Linked DNA regions of Loxodonta africana: region 2 is linked to region 1. The links are chromatin contacts, called in public Hi-C maps. All regions are on one chromosome and are shown on one strand. Each heading gives the region's core, a stretch centred on a gene start, on an enhancer-like site or on the middle of the called end of the contact. The rest is flanking DNA. Distances are from core to core; before and after follow the strand shown.

What was found. Hi-C and Micro-C count contacts between places; a contact is called where the count stands out from the background.
Region 2: a Hi-C map of fibroblasts shows a contact between it and region 1, with 4 times the contacts expected there. The contact joins the promoter of C2H5orf47 here to the promoter of BOD1 in region 1. A contact is called at or near these places in 2 of 3 Hi-C or Micro-C datasets (fibroblasts and umbilical cord endothelial cells).

The regions. Positions count from the first base shown.
Region 1 is chr2:192,259,706-192,262,737 of mLoxAfr1.hap2, forward strand. BOD1 (biorientation of chromosomes in cell division 1) reads right to left here and starts at 1,365. Exons shown (of 4, transcript XM_003404666.4): 1 at 944-1,365. The coding sequence starts at 1,174.
Region 2 is chr2:192,672,039-192,675,214 of mLoxAfr1.hap2, forward strand. It overlaps C2H5orf47 (chromosome 2 C5orf47 homolog), which reads left to right and starts at 1,309. Exons shown (of 6, transcript XM_064279719.1): 1 at 1,309-1,822. The coding sequence starts at 1,309. All of the region lies in intron 9 of CPEB4 (cytoplasmic polyadenylation element binding protein 4), which reads left to right.

The DNA.
Region 1 (3,032 bases), core at 115-2,614:
GACAGGGTAGCACTGCCTCATCGAGTTTCTAAGGAGTGCCTGGCGGATTTGAACTGCTGACCTCTTGGTTAGCAGCTGTAGCACTTAACCACTACACCACCAGGGTTTCCTCCTGTAAAGCAGGCAACAAGATTTCCATAATAGGTTAAAAGAGGGAAAAATCATATCCCTAGAGGAGCCCAGCCAGTAAGAGCGCCGCCAAAACCTACAACTTAAAGAGTCTTTGATCGTGCTTGGAAAAGCTTCTAAAAAAAGAAAATGAATATTCCAGAAATTAAGTGTCTGACATTTAATACACATTATTTCATTGAATCCCAACAAACCCTGACAAGTAGGTAAAGTGAAATTGCAGTTTTACGGGGGGTTGACCTATGGCATTAATTCTCAAATAAGCACCAAACCCCCTTTAATCAATGATGGAATACAATATATGGGTGCTTTAACAACAACGGACTTTAACTAGATACTAAAGTTTGCAAATCACTGAGGCAGAGCAAAGGAACAAATGAATCGCTATAATACGCTGATGACTGCATTCAAACTACCGCGTTCAATAGAGAACTTCTGGAAATTCTAAACCATTCTTGCTTACCTACCTGGTTTTCTCCACCGCTTGTAACGAATTGAGGTTTGTTATTGAGGGATTTAAAAGAGTCCCATCTCGGGAATGATAGAATCTGGGTTCTAAAAACTAGTATTAATCGCCCTGAAGTTCTGAGAAGCGATCAGGCTAAAATCGTACAGCTACAAAGTGGCGGGCTGGGAGTCTGCTCCACAGAAGTACGACTCAGCTCTCTGTACTGCCCCAAGCGGTTTAACACCTCACCGCTGAGATTTAAAAGGTATCTTTTGTCTTTTTGTCTCTGCTTTAGAAAAAAAAGGCTGCAACCTTGGCGGCCTCACACCCAGCCCGGCTTCGCTCGACCCAGGCGGTCTCAGCTACCTTCGTGTCCACGTCGGCCAGGCAGTCCCGGCGGAAGCTGTCAAACAGGCCCCGGCTCTTGAGCTGCTCCACGATGAGCGCGATGAGCTGCGGGTCGCCGGGGGGCAGCGACGCGGGGTTGATGGGGCCGCCGCTGCCGCCGGCGCCTGTCACGCCCGACGCTGCCCCTGCGGAGGCCGGGCCCGCTCCGCCACCGCCCACCGCGCCCGTTCCCCCGCCGCCGTCAGCCATGGCTGCGCTCCGGCCCCGCGACCGAGGCCGAATAAAGCTTCTTCTCAGGGCAAGAGGGCCCAAGTCGCGTAGAGGGGGTGGCGGAGCAGTAGGCTCCCAAAGAGATGAGGGAAGCGGGGGAGGCTGCGAAGGAGGCGGCGGTGCAGAAGGCAGGCTCTCAGGCGGCGGCGGCGGCGGCGGCGGCAGCAGAGGCGGCCGAAACTCCCCGCTCAATACCTGGCGCGCTCCAGATTGCGTCACTCTTGACTTTTGCATTCTGGGGCGGGAAGTTTTCGGCATCATTTCAGGCTTTCTTATAAGCAGGAGTGTGGCGCACGAAAACTACAATTCCCGGCAGGCTCCGGACGCGCCCGTCGCGAGTTTGCGGGGGCAGTATGGGAATTGTAGGCTCAGGCCCTCGTGGGTGCTGCAAGCGGGTCGCCTATCCCAGTCGAGTCACTACTATCCTCACATTAATCCAATTTATCTCAACAGTGCTTGATTATAAGAATCATCTGCGGTGCTTGCTAAAAGTGTAGATTACCAAGCTGATCCCTTGGAGACTCTGATTCAGTATTTCTGGGTCGGGGCCAAGGAATTTGTGTTTTTAACATGTACTCCCACCCCCTACTAAACAATATAATCAGGGAAATTTAAAAAACAGCGGACTTGTCAAATTTCTATTATTCAAAAATTTGACTTTTTCTTCTGATTTTAAGAGCAATGCATGCACATTTTAGAAAATTGGAAAAGTGTGAGGAAAGAAAATGAAGATCTCCGGTAAGTGTCTTACACGTGGGTGGATTTTCTCTCAGATATTAAATAATAATTAAAAACCTAGTATCGAGTAACTGGAATATGCCAGGCATGATGCTAAGCACTTTACAAGCACCACTTCAGAACAGTCTAAGAAGTAGTTGCTATTTTTCGCATTTTACAGATGCAGAAATGAAGGCGCAAGAGTTTGTTAACGTGAGCACACAGCTGGAAGTGGAAAGATAGGATTTGAACCCAGGTTTCCTGAATCGAAATCTTGCGTGCTTAACCTAAGGCGTGCTACATCCCAAGAGCTATCTGACATCATACAATAGATAAGGTTTTATATCCAGATTTTTTACAGCCACAATTCACTGTTGGAACTCTATGATTGCCACCATTATTCTCTCTTCTTTGCATCTTTTTGCGCTTTAGCTCCTGCCCACAACCCCGGCAATTATGTCAGCTGTTGTTATTTCCAAATCATACATGATAATGGAGGGGATGTAAATAATAAATTCTGCAATATCCTTGGCTTCCTGGAAGATGCAGGATTGGCAGAGATCCAGGATATTCTCCATTCCAACATTTACTACTCATGATAGTTTAAATTAACCCTCAAGATAAATATTCAGGTGTTAGTTTCTACTCGTCGTTTGGCATCAGCTCAACCTTCCTCATGATAAGTTAATGTCAAACATTCTCCCTTAATACCATCACCGTCCTTGAAATCACCTGAGATCTATTCCTACTAATGAACCCTACACTTTCATCATTCACAGTTAGCCTCAGAAGAAGCCCAATTCAGGCTGCCTGGGCCCCAGGTTCATTCTCTTCCAAGCTCCCTGATCACCTTGGCCAACCTCCCCTCCAGTTTAGGCACACCACACCTTACTTTCTTTCCTCAGGGCAAATTTTTCTGATCTCCAACCCTAATCTGGTTTTTTAGGGTAATGCTTCAGCTATAGGTATTTCCTTCTAATGGAGTTAGTTTTGCTCTTCCCCAAAGCATGCTGGGGATGAACTCGGGATGGACTGGGACTAAGGTACAAGGCCAGGAATGGTGTGACTAGGCCAGTGGCCAAGGCCGAGGAATGCCTTAGCAAGAAAGGGCCTGGATGAG
Region 2 (3,176 bases), core at 59-2,558, 410 kb after region 1:
CAATAAGCAACATCATGATAAACAGGGAAAAGACTGACGTTGTCAAGGATTTCATTTTACTTGGATCCACAATCAACACCCATGGAAGCAGCAGCCATGGAAGCAGCAGTCAGGAAATGAAAAGACGTGTTGCATTGGGCAAACCTGCTGCAAAAGACCTCCTTAAAATGTTGAAAAGCAAAGATGTCACCTTGAAGACTAATATGCGCCTGACCCAAGCCATGATGTTTTCAGTCACCTCCAATGCACGTGAAAGCTGGACGATGAATAAACAAGACTGAAGAATTGACACCTTTGAACGGCACTGTTGGGGAAGAATATTGAATATGGACTGCCAAGGAAACCCTGGTGAAGTAGTGGTTAAGTGCCACGGTTGCTAACCAAAGGGTCAGCAGTTTGAATCTGCCAGGTGCTCCTTGGAAACTCTATGGGGCAGTTCTACTCTATCCTATAGGGTCACTATGAGTTGGAATCGACTCGATGGCACTGGGTTTCTGGGATGGACTGCCAAAAGAATGAACAAATTTGTCTTGGAAGAAGTACAGCCAGAATGCTCCTTAGAAGCAAAGGTGGCAAGACTACATCTCATATATTTTGGACATGTTGTCAGAAGGGATCAGTCCCTGGAGAAGGACATCATGCTTGGTAGAGAGTCAGTGAAAAAGAGGAAGACCATAAACAAGATGGATTGACACAGTGGCTTCAACAGTGGGTTTAAGCATAAAAATTGTGAGGATGGCACAAGACTGGGCAGGGTTTCGTTCTGTTCCACATAGGGATCGTTATAAGTTGGAACAAACTAGATGGCACCTAACAACAACAGAACCCTCTGCAGCAATGGATTCTTTCTATCTTCTTCCAGAAGCCCCCAACTTCACCCTGCTGACACTCCAAAACCAAAATCAAACCCATTGCCTTTCAGTCGGATTTCGACTCTGACACTCCAAACCAAAACAAACAAACAAAAAACCCGTTGCCATAGTCAACTGGGACTCATAGCGACCCTCCAGGCCCGTCAGATCCACGGCTAGTGCCACACCTAACCACAGGGAGGTGCACCCCAGTGACCTGGGCCCTTTCTCCGCCCTCTCCTTCAGCTCTTTTCCTTGGAGGGGTCTGCCCCCTCAAGATCTGCTCCCCCTCAAGTGATCTGGTGCCCAAATCCTCATTCCACTTTGGTGAAGAGTGGTCCGTCACCCCCCTCAGACGAGTAACCTCCTGCTCTCCCTTTTCCTCCTAGCTCCTCCCTGCAGAGTGGTGCACTCCCGACTCCCCTCCTACCTCCCTGCCCCTCCACACAGCCCCAGGATGACCTGGCCTCCTGGACCTCCTCACTCGCCCACTTCCTCACCCCCTCCCGCACGGCAGTCCGGCCCCCACTTCGCTCCGCCCCGCCCCCCGTGGGCCTCCCGCTCGCGGCCCCTCCCCCACCCGCGTTCTCGTCGCGCCCGGCGGGGCCCTGAGGGCACGCCCGCAGCAGTTGGGGAAGAGGCTGCGATGTCGGCAGGACGAGAGCGGGAGCTGGGCCTGGCCCGCTTCGTCTATGTGACCCGCTTCGGCTCGCACCAGTGTGGCGGCGTCCTGCAGCTGGGCGGCCGCCGGGCGCGGGGCCGTGGGTGCCCCGGGCTCGGGGCCGGCTGCAGCCAGGAGGAGCCGCGGGCGGCGGAGGCGGGAGCCCCGGGCGGCGGGGAGCTGAGCTCCGTCGCGGAGCTGCCCCCTGGCGCGGGTCCCTGGGCTCCCGCGGCCGCCGCCGCGGCCTCAGCCTCTCCGCAGCAGAGGGCGTCGAGGGCGCAGAGCGGCTCCAGGCCGGCGGCGCGTGCAGGTGGTGCGGCGGGATAGGACGCTCGGGGTGGGTGGTGGAGACCGATGCCCGGAACCTCCCCCCACAGTCAGGCGGGATTCCTGTCAGCCAGACTGCCTTCGCGTCAGTCAGCCTTTCAGCCCTCCAGTCTGGCCTTCCTGTTGGCGTTCCCTGCGTCAGCCATCTTGCTTGGTGTCGTCCCGCTGGAGGCAACCTTCCTGTCAGTCAGCTACTAGGCCTTCCCGAGCCTCCCTTTCAGCCTTCCTTCCCGCCCTCACTTGGCCTCCCTGTCAGCCTCCCAGACTTCTTGCCAGTTAGCCAGTTTTTCAGCTTCAGCAGGCCTCATTTCAGCTAAAACCGTCCTGCCAGCCGTCCACCCGACCTGGCAGTGAGTGGGTCGCAAAGACCACCAGCTAGCCTTCTAGTCATCCAGTCAACCTGCCTTCCTGTTAGGCTGCCAGCCAGGCTTAGCTCTCTGTCAGTCTAAGTTCTAGACCATGTGCCAAGGGTGGAAAGATAAGCTCTTGAATTCATTTCAGGCTGTGTGCCCTGGGAAAGGATTGCTGTAGTGGAAATGAAGGTCATTTGAGATAAGGAACAGATCTGAGAGGTCAGTGGATGGAGCCATTTAAGACCCCCCTGTCCAGCATGATGGGGGCCTTAGCATGGAGAAGATTGTGAGCCAGATGCTAAAGCCTCCATGATTGTGGGCTAATGACTAGGGTTCAGGGGTTGATTATAATGAACAAGAGTAGAGAGTGGGGAAAGAGGTCCCTGGGTGGTGCAAATGATTAAGTGTTCAGCTACTAACTGAAAGGTTGGGGGTTTGAATCTACCCAGAGGTGCCTTGAAAGAAAGGCCTGGTGATCTATTTTTGAAAAATCAGCCATTGGAAAACCTGTGGAGCATAGTTCTACTCTGAAACACGTGAGGTCACCATGAGTAGGAACCCACACAACAGTGACAATGGCTTTTTAGAGAGTGGAGTGCTGGATGGCTAGTACTTTTATAGAGCAGGGATTTGTACAAAGTACAAGAGTCCTGAGAGCACTGATCAGAAGTTGAAGAGTGCAGAGGAAGCTGACACTAGCACCAGAGAGATACTGTGGGATTGAGTCAAGAACAAAAAATAGGATTTGTCAGGGGAAGGGTATTCTAAATATAGAAAATGTGTGAAAGTCTCAAACTTCAGATGGGGCCGTTGGGAAGAAGTGAGGCATTGAAGACTTTGGTGTCTTCACATTTCTTGCCAAGAAGTTTCCCTCATCCTAAGAGGATGAAGCAGCATCATTGTTATTTTTTTATTTTAAATTTTGACTTATTTTACACTTATAGAAGGAAAGTTATAAAAATAATACAGGGAGTTTCTTTATAT